2 separate regions of the Sus scrofa genome follow, and region 2 is linked to region 1. The links are chromatin contacts, called in public Hi-C maps. All regions are on one chromosome and are shown on one strand. The core of a region is the stretch at or near the end of the contact, and the rest is flanking DNA. Distances in the headings are between cores, read along the strand shown.

Evidence for each region. Hi-C and Micro-C count contacts between places; a contact is called where the count stands out from the background.
Region 2: a contact with region 1 is called in a Hi-C map of liver, with 2.7 times the contacts expected there. The contact joins the promoter of IVD here to the promoter of CHST14 in region 1. A contact is called at or near these places in 1 of 47 Hi-C or Micro-C datasets (liver) and 1 of 2 datasets of contacts at active chromatin or transcription factors (alveolar macrophages).

What each region holds. Positions count from the first base shown.
Region 1 is chr1:130,844,292-130,848,486 of Sscrofa11.1, reverse strand. It overlaps CHST14 (carbohydrate sulfotransferase 14), which reads left to right and starts at 1,284. Exons shown (of 1, transcript XM_003121594.4): 1 at 1,284-3,384. The coding sequence starts at 1,522. The coding sequence ends at 2,652.
Region 2 is chr1:130,907,402-130,911,844 of Sscrofa11.1, reverse strand. It overlaps IVD (isovaleryl-CoA dehydrogenase), which reads left to right and starts at 1,263. Exons shown (of 12, transcript NM_001167635.1): 1 at 1,263-1,415; 2 at 3,642-3,731; 3 at 3,944-3,995. The coding sequence starts at 1,263.

The DNA of each region.
Region 1 (4,195 bases), core at 35-2,534:
CCTTGCTCATCCACTGTACAGACATTACCAGGATTGGGGGCCATTTGTGAGTCCTCCAGCTTTGTCTCAGCCCTCAGGACCCCTCATCCTCTGAATTCCTCCCATCAGTGGGACCTCCTTTCTTTCACTAAACAAGTCCTTTGGCATCTTCCCCTGTTCCTGTTCCATCACTCCTCAGTACAGTGTGTTCAGGGGTCAGCTGCTTTCTCTCTCCATGTCTGTGCTCCATTAATCTGAAGAACCATGTTTAGGAATTTAGGTTTTAGAATTAAACCAACCCATATAGAGTCTCAGCTTCCCAGAACCTCTGTTTCTTTAGCTGCATGGAGGGGAATACCCAGGGCAGCTGTGACAACTAAAGGAGATAATGAGTACAAAACACTGAATGGACACCAGCCTCAATAAATGTGGGCCCTGTTTCAGAGCCTCACTGGCTCCCCACACATAACAGAATAAAGTCTGGTTGCTTAGCGAGGTACCCAGTTGAGATCAGTAAAGGCTGGCTACTGATGTCCAAGGCATTCCACCTGGCCAGCCTGGTTCCATGGAGCACATACTTGGCCCCAGGCAAGGAGGCTGCTGCTCTGTGCCCCCAGCTCCTCATCCTTCAAAATGTGTGCCTATCACATCAGTGGTCATCAGGCACCAATTTGACTTTGGCCCCTTACTAGAGTGTGTCCCACCTCTTCAGGCCTGGGGGAAGGAAGACAGAGAAGAGTCCCTTTATTAGCATTCAGCATTACCCGGTGGATAAATACTGAAACTGCCAGGTACTGTAAAAAAAAAAAAAAAAAAAATCTAAGGGTCACCATGGAGATGAGCCATTGTCAGTGCCTGACAGTCTAGTTCCTCTTTATTGGAGTGGCCAGAACAGGGCGGGTAGATGGTCGACATTGGGGGCTCTGCTTCCAGCAAGAAAAGACCTCCAGAAATTCGGGACTGCGAAGACCCCCTGCTCCAGCCCCGCTGTAAAAGTAAGGGCTCGGCCCGGCCGGAGTGTGCGGCAGGGAGTTGCGGGGAGGTCCCCTCCGTCCAGCTCTTGAGGGCAGGAGCTGTGCGGAAGAGGGAGCCTCGGCCTGGGTCTTTTTTGCCTTCGGGGCCTCCGCAGCTTTTGTCCCCAAACCTGGTGGACCAGGGCGGCGCTGGCTCAGGCTCCCTCTCCAGGGTGGGGGTCTGCACGCGCCCTCCCAGTCTGCTCGCAGCAGGGGCTCCCGCCCCTCTCCCCGCCCCCGGCCTGGGCCCGCCCCCGCGCCTGTGTCAAGGCGGGGCCGGGGGCGGAGAGCGCCGGGCGGGACATCCGGCCCAGGTCCCTCGCCGCGCCCGCCGCCCGCCGCCCGCTCCGGCGCCGCAGCCCGGGAGTCGGCCACCCCCTCGCGCCGGGGCCTCCCACCAGCGCTCCCATTCCCTCCCCTCTCCTGGCTGCACGGTCCCCAGCCCTCGGGCCCGCCCCTAGACCGAGCTCGCCTCCCGTACAGCCCTCAGGTCGGCCGGGCCCGCGCAGGCCCCCGTCCCGGGAGCACGATGTTCCCCCGCCCGCTGACCCCGCTGGCGGCCCCAAATGGCGCCGAGCCCCTGGGCAGGGCGCTGAGGCGGGTCCCCTCGGGCAGGGCCCGGGCCGGGCTGGGGGCGCCGCCCCTGCTGCTGCCGTCCATGCTGATGTTCGCCGTGATCGTGGCCTCCAGCGGGCTGCTGCTCATGATCGAGCGGGGCATCCTGGCCGAGATGAAGCCCCTTCCTCTGCACCCTCCCAACCGCGAGGGCGCGGTGTGGCGCGAGACGGTCCCCAGGTCTGGGGGGCTGCTCCTCGATGCCGGGGACTCGGACTTGCAGGTGAGGCAAGACGTCCGGAACCGGACCTTGAGGGCAGTGTGCGGACAACCAGGCATGCCCCGGGACCCCTGGGACTTGCCGGTGGGACAGCGGCGCACCCTGCTGCGCCACATCCTCGTGAGTGACCGTTACCGCTTCCTCTACTGCTACGTGCCCAAGGTGGCTTGCTCGAACTGGAAGCGGGTGCTGAAGGTGCTGGCGGGTGTCCTGGACAACGTGGACGTCCGCCTCAAGATGGACCACCGCAGCGACTTGGTGTTCCTGGCCGACCTACGGCCTGACGAGATTCGCTACCGCCTGCAGCACTACTTCAAGTTCCTGTTTGTGCGAGACCCCTTGGAACGCCTTCTCTCTGCTTACCGCAACAAGTTTGGCGAGATTCGAGAGTACCAGCAGCGCTATGGGGCCGAGATCGTGAGGCGGTACCGGGCTGGAGCGGGACCCAGCCCCGCAGGGGACGATGTCACCTTCCCTGAGTTCCTGAGATACCTGGTGGACGAGGACCCCGAGCGCATGAATGAGCACTGGATGCCCGTGTATCACCTCTGTCAGCCTTGTGCCGTGCGCTACGACTTTGTGGGTTCCTATGAGAGGCTGGAGGCAGACGCCAACCAGGTGCTGGAGTGGGTGCGGGCACCGCCCCATGTCCGATTTCCAGCTCGCCAGGCCTGGTACCGGCCGGCTAGCCCAGAAAGCCTGCACTACCACCTGTGCAGTGCCCCCAGGGCCGTGCTGCAGGATGTGTTACCTAAGTATATCCTGGACTTCTCCCTGTTTGCCTACCCACTGCCTAATGTCACCAGGGAGGCCTGTCATCAGTAACCATGGGTGTGGGCCAGGAGCTGCTGGGGACTGGTTTTGACAATGCCAGTTTCTGTGTTACCATCTGCCATACAAAGAAACCCTGGCTCTGGGGCCTGGGGCTTCTCCAGATGGAAAAGACTGCCTTTGGATGTTCCTTGTCCAGGGTGGGTGCCCACAGTGGCTCAGAGGACAGGGTTGGACAGGTGATCTGGTGCTCTCCAAAGGGGAGGTTTCTTGGGGGGCCAGTGTGATCCTTCTTGCCCTGGCAGAGCCAGATTCCAGTTTGCCAGTGAAGCAACACATCTGTCCTAAAGATTGGCGGCAGGGCCCTGCTTGCCTGGATTGTGCAGTCCACTTAGTCCACCTTATTTTAAACCTGTGGCCAAACTCAGGAGGTCTACCAGAGCTGGGATCCCTGTGGCCCATTCATCACTTCCATGTGCCTCAGGGCTGGAGTCCGAAGTCGTGCCTTATGAATGACTTTTGTATCTTTCTACTTCAGACTTAGAATTTCCTACACTTGCCAGATTCTTTTCATTTTTCCAAGGAAAGGAAAACTGAAAGGGCCCTTGCCTGGTAGCACCAGGATCTGGCCCTGCAGCATCCAAAGATCCCTGTGTGGCTAGTGTATCTTGCTGCCACTTTTTTAGTGCATTTATTTAAAATTTGTATTTTTTGATAGAACCTTTGAGAAGGCTTTGTTTTCCCAATAGCTGAATTTTTAATAAAGCCATTTTGTATATAAAGTCAGCATCTCTGATTCTCCCTCTGAGCTCCTGTGTATCTTCCTGAGGTCTCTCTCCCCTGCTCAGGAGAGGGAGCTCACAGGTGGAGAAAGTAAGACAAAATTGGAACTTGCTAGGGCCAGTGCAGTGGGCCACTGTCATAGCATGGAGACTTTGGGGGCTTCCCATAAGCCAGACTGGATTGCAGTCTCAGCTTCTGAGATGCCACCAAAGGGCAAGCCTGTTAGGAATATACCCAGGTCTAGAGCACATCTACATGATCATTCCCTGAAGAAGGGAGGAGAGGTAGGTAAGAGATATTCCTCCTCTTACAAAGGAGATGAAAAGGGGGATCGTTGTGTGAGCAAGGGGAGGTTGTTTCCTGACACTGAGAATTATAAGGAAGGCAAGGCAGTTGAACCAGGGCAGGCTTTTGCTGACTTCAATCGAGAGGAAGTTGTGGGCGATGTGGGAAGATATAATCAGCGTAGTAGAGGACAGGCCTCAGTGTGCCTGGTTCCCCCACTGCTCTCCAGAGATCCCAGACCCACCAGGGGATGGAGAATAGGGGGCTGGGCTTGCCATGCCCATGGGAGAGAGGCAAGTTCAAAGCTGGCGCTTCCCTGTTAATCCTGTTTTCATACATCCCCAGTGGGAACTGCTATACTAAGGGACCTGGGGCTCTGGTGAGAGGTGGTGCCCAAGGGAACAAAGGAGGGAGGTGGGAAGGGCCTCCTTGTAGATGCCACTTATACCTAGCCTTGCTATTGGCCTGACTTTGGGGGAGTAAACTAACCACATTCCCCAGATTTCAGGGCGGGGGCTTCAATGGGCCC
Region 2 (4,443 bases), core at 14-2,513, 63 kb before region 1:
TAAAGCAGAGTCCCAGTTCCTCCTCAAGGAATATATATATGTAGCTATCTTTGAGGGGTTGTTTGTTTGGAAGTTCTCTGGCTAGGGGTTGAATTGGAGCTGTAGCTGCACCACAGCCACAGCAACGCCAGATCTGAGCCACATCTATGACCTACTCTGCAGCTCATGGCAATGCCGGATCCCTAACCCACCGAGGGAGGCCAGGGATGGAGCCTCATGGATACCAGCCGGGTTCATCACCTGCTGAGCCACAACAGGAACTCCTATCTTTGAGTTCTTTTGCAGGAACTAAGGCCTCTACCCAAGTGGAGGATGGTAACCTCAATCTGAATACCAGATTCCTGGAACATCATCACCCTGTTACCTCACCACCAACTAGTCACAAGAAAGTCTGCACACAGTTAGTGGTAAGGAAGAGTCTGACCCCCTCACAAAAGACTGATTGTGATTATCTCCCCTACTTTATCCCTTTAAAACCTTTCGTGGTCCCTCAGAATCTTCAGAATTGGTTCTTCAACACAAGTCCACCTTCTTACCAGGTTTCTGGTCATCTAAATAAAGCAACTTTTCCTTTCCAACCAACACCTGTCTCCAGCGGGGAGGAGCCCAACCTGAGCTCAGTTTCCTTCTCTTCTTAAAAGTGTGTCCTGACTGCCCTTCTTATGTACAGTAAATAATTTGGAACATAGCAATTCCTTAACAACCACTTTCCCATAAAATTCAAGTCAAAATCAACAAACCTTGTTACATAATAAAGCAAATTTTACTGAGTCATAACCAGAATGCACCCTAGAGCAAGCGCTCTTCTCCCAGATTTGCTTTAACAATGTATAGACCACTCTGGGGCATTGGCGGATTTTTCCATTTGCTGTTCTAGCATTTGCTTTCTCACAGCCTTCTGCAGTTAGGACTGCTATTTTCCACGCAGGGGGGAACACTATAGCCGCCCCTCAAAAAAAAGAAGACACTTTTCCGGCTCATCTACTTAAAAAAGACAAACCAATGATGACGGCCCTCACTTCCCACATCTCCCAGCTAGCACCCTTTCCTTTCAGGGCGTGTTTATGCTGGCGGTCACCGCCGATTGGCTGGTGCCGCTTACAATGATCGAGGGGCCTTCAGCGGGCAACGGAGGGTGATTGGCTTATGGGGACCCACCCCCTCGCCAATTAGTTGGCGTCTGCAAAACCGCGGACTGGTGGAGCGTGTGGGCGTGCCTGGCTCAAGGCTGCTTTACTTCCAGCTCCCCTTACAAGGCAGAGATGGCGGCTTCAGCTTGGCTACTCGGTAGGCGCTTTGCGAGCTGGAGGCCGCGGCCGCAGCTACAGGCGTTCAGTGGCCTGATTACCCAGCAGGCCAGCTCGCTGTTGCCGGTGGATGATGTGATCAATGGTCTCAGTGAGGAGCAGAAGCAGGTAGGGAGCCCGACCGCCTTCCCGGCCCCTTCTCCCTGCTTCGTGGTCGCCTGGGCGCTTTTCTGCGCGGAATTCACTCAGCTGCCGCTTTTGATAAGGGAGCGCCAGCGCTGGGGGGGTAGCGGGCCTTAGCCTTCCCTCTGTGGCGGTAGCAAGGCTGAGCTGTCGGAGTTAGTGGAGAAATTGCGGACAGGAACGCTCCAGGGAGTCTGAGGGGTTTTTTGGTGGAGGGTTGGCAAGGTTATCCGTGTGTGGCAAAAGGGCCTGTAATCTGTCCGAAGTACTCTTACACCTCAACACTGTCTAAGGCTGCAGTCCTCGAGCCTGATTAATCATCACCATAGAATCTTTATGTGAATACCCACCTTGGGGTGGGGGTGAAATACACATTGTAGTCTACTCCTCCTGTCAGAGTACAAAGTGGAACAAAAACTTGAATGATGTCGTTACAAATGGAGCTGAACTGTGGTGTAGGTCGCAGAGGCGGCTCAGATCCCGCTTTGCTGTGGCCATGGTGCAGGCCGGCAGCTACTGGTGCGGCTCTAAAAAGACCAATAAATAAATAAATAAATAAATAAATAAAAATGGAGCTGAACCAGAGCCATTCTTGGGGGAAGGAGACTGGGTTCACTTGGACACTGGTTTGGATTCCTGGAAGAGTGATTCTTCCATGGCTCTAAGCAACTGTCTGAACTTGGCCAGAGGCCAAAGCCTAGTTGCATTTACAGTCAGCAGATAGAGTTTTGAATCACTTCTGGCAGAAAGTGTTCAATCCTAGTTCTCAAGCTTTCCAGCCCAGAAGAATTTATTTTTCGTTCTTTCCTTTTTTTTTTTTTTTTTTTTTGCATTTTAGGGCTGCACCCGAGGCATATGGAAGTTCCCAGGCTAGGGGTCAAATTGGAGAATTGGAGCTGTAGCCACTGGCCTACACCACAGCCACAGCAAAGTAGGATCTGACCTGCGTCTGTGACCAACACCACAGCTCAGAGCAACGCCCAGATTCCCGATCCACTGATCGAGGCCAGGAATTGAATCTGCATCCTCATGGATCCTAGGATCCTAGTTGGATTGTTTCTGCTGTGCCATGATGGGAACTCCCAGCCCAGAAGAGTTTCTAATTTCTCTTGAGTAATAATCCCTTTTAGCCAAAGGCTTTGGTGTGTCTAAAAGTGCCTGAAAGTGCAGAGAACTGAAGGGAGTGTGACTGGAGAGCAGTGAGTTGGGGATGAGAAAGGTACTTGGGGAGGCTGGAAAGGCCTGCAGGGAGTCACCTCACAGGGCCTTCTAGTCCTGAGTAAAGAGTTGGGGTTGTTTTGGTTTCTGGTTTTTCGTTTTTACCATTTTTAAAATTGAAGTGTAGTTAATTTACAATGTTGTTAGTTTCAGGTATACACAAAGTGACTCAGTTATGCATACATATATATAATGAGTTTTTCCTTTAAGTACAGTGGAAAGCCATGCAATGATTTATGTAGGGGAGTGACATTTAAAAAAAGAATCTTCAGGGAGTTCCCCTTGTGGGTTAAGAACCCAAGTAGTTAGTATCCATGAGGATGTGGGTTTGATCCCTGGCCTCACTCAGTAGATTAAGAATCTCATGTTGCCTCAAGCTGCAGTGTAGGTTGCAGATGCAGGTCAGATCTGGCATTGCTGTGGCTGTGGTTTAGGCAGGGAGCTACAGCTCCAATTCAACCCCTAGCCTGGAAACTTCCATAGGCCACAGGTGCAGCCCTAAGAAAGGAAAATTAAAAGAAAGATAATCTTAAAAAAAAAAAAAATCTTTCAGCAGTTCCCGTTGTGGCTCAGTGGAGACAAATCTGACTAGCACCCATGAGGATGCAGGTTCAGTCCCTGGCCTCGCTCAGTTAAGGATCCAGCATTGCCATGAGCTGTTGCGTAGGCACAGATGTGGCTTGGATCCCACATTGCTGTGGCTGTGGTGTAGGCCAGCAGCTGCAGGTCAAATTCGACCCCTAGCCTGGGAACCTCCATATCCTGGCAGGTGCAGCCCCAAAAAGACAAAAAAAAAAGCTCTTCAGAAAGAGAGGTGAAGATCATCTCTGAGGAAGCATAAACTGGTAGGGCCTCTAAGTGTTGTTTCGATGCTGTTTGGTGAGGTTACCTGTGGCCCGTTTCCCTGAAGGGGCCCTCAGTAGTGGTGATGCTGTCCTCAGGGGCAGTATTATACTATATTTCAGCTGCATCTGCCCACTTGTCTCCCTCTAGCTTCGTCAGACCATGACTAAGTTCCTTCAGGAGCACCTAGCCCCCCAGGCCCAGGAGATCGACCAAAGCAACGAGTTCAAGAACCTGCGAGTGAGTCGTGAGGCCCACACTAAGGGGGACAGAGCGGGCAGTGTGGGAGCTGCATTGCTGCCTGGCAGGGCTCACCAGTCTTCTGATGAATGAAAGCTCTCTAAGAATGCAGCCCCTTTCTGTGAAGTGTTTGGGTCTCATTATTTCAGATGTGCCAGGCACCTGTGACTGGCTGCCTTCTCCCAACCCACTGCACTCTGTTCTGTTGGCAGGAGTTTTGGAAGCAGCTAGGGAACCTGGGGGTCTTGGGCATCACAGCCCCTGGTGAGTATGTTTTCTTTCCCTTCAGAGAACTTTTCTTTTTTATTATTATTATTATTATTTTTTTTTTTTTTGGTCTTTTTGCTATTTCTTTGGGCCGCTTCCGCGGCATATGGAGGTTCCAAGGCTAGGGGTCTAATCGGAGCTGTAGCCACCGGCCTACGCCAGAGCCACAGCAATGCAGGATCCGAGCCACGTCTGTGACCTACACCACAGCTCACGGCAACGCTGGATCGTTAACCCACTGAGCAAGGGCAGGGACCGAACCTGCAACCTCATGGTTCCTAGTCGGATTCATTAACCACTGCGCCACGACGGGAACTCCTTTTTTTTTATTATTATTATTTTTTTTTTTTTTTTTTCAGAGAACTTTTCTTGAATGCCCTTTAACACCATTGCCAAAAGAAGTAGGAAAGGAGGGGAAAGATGATACTCAAAGGATCCGAGAGCC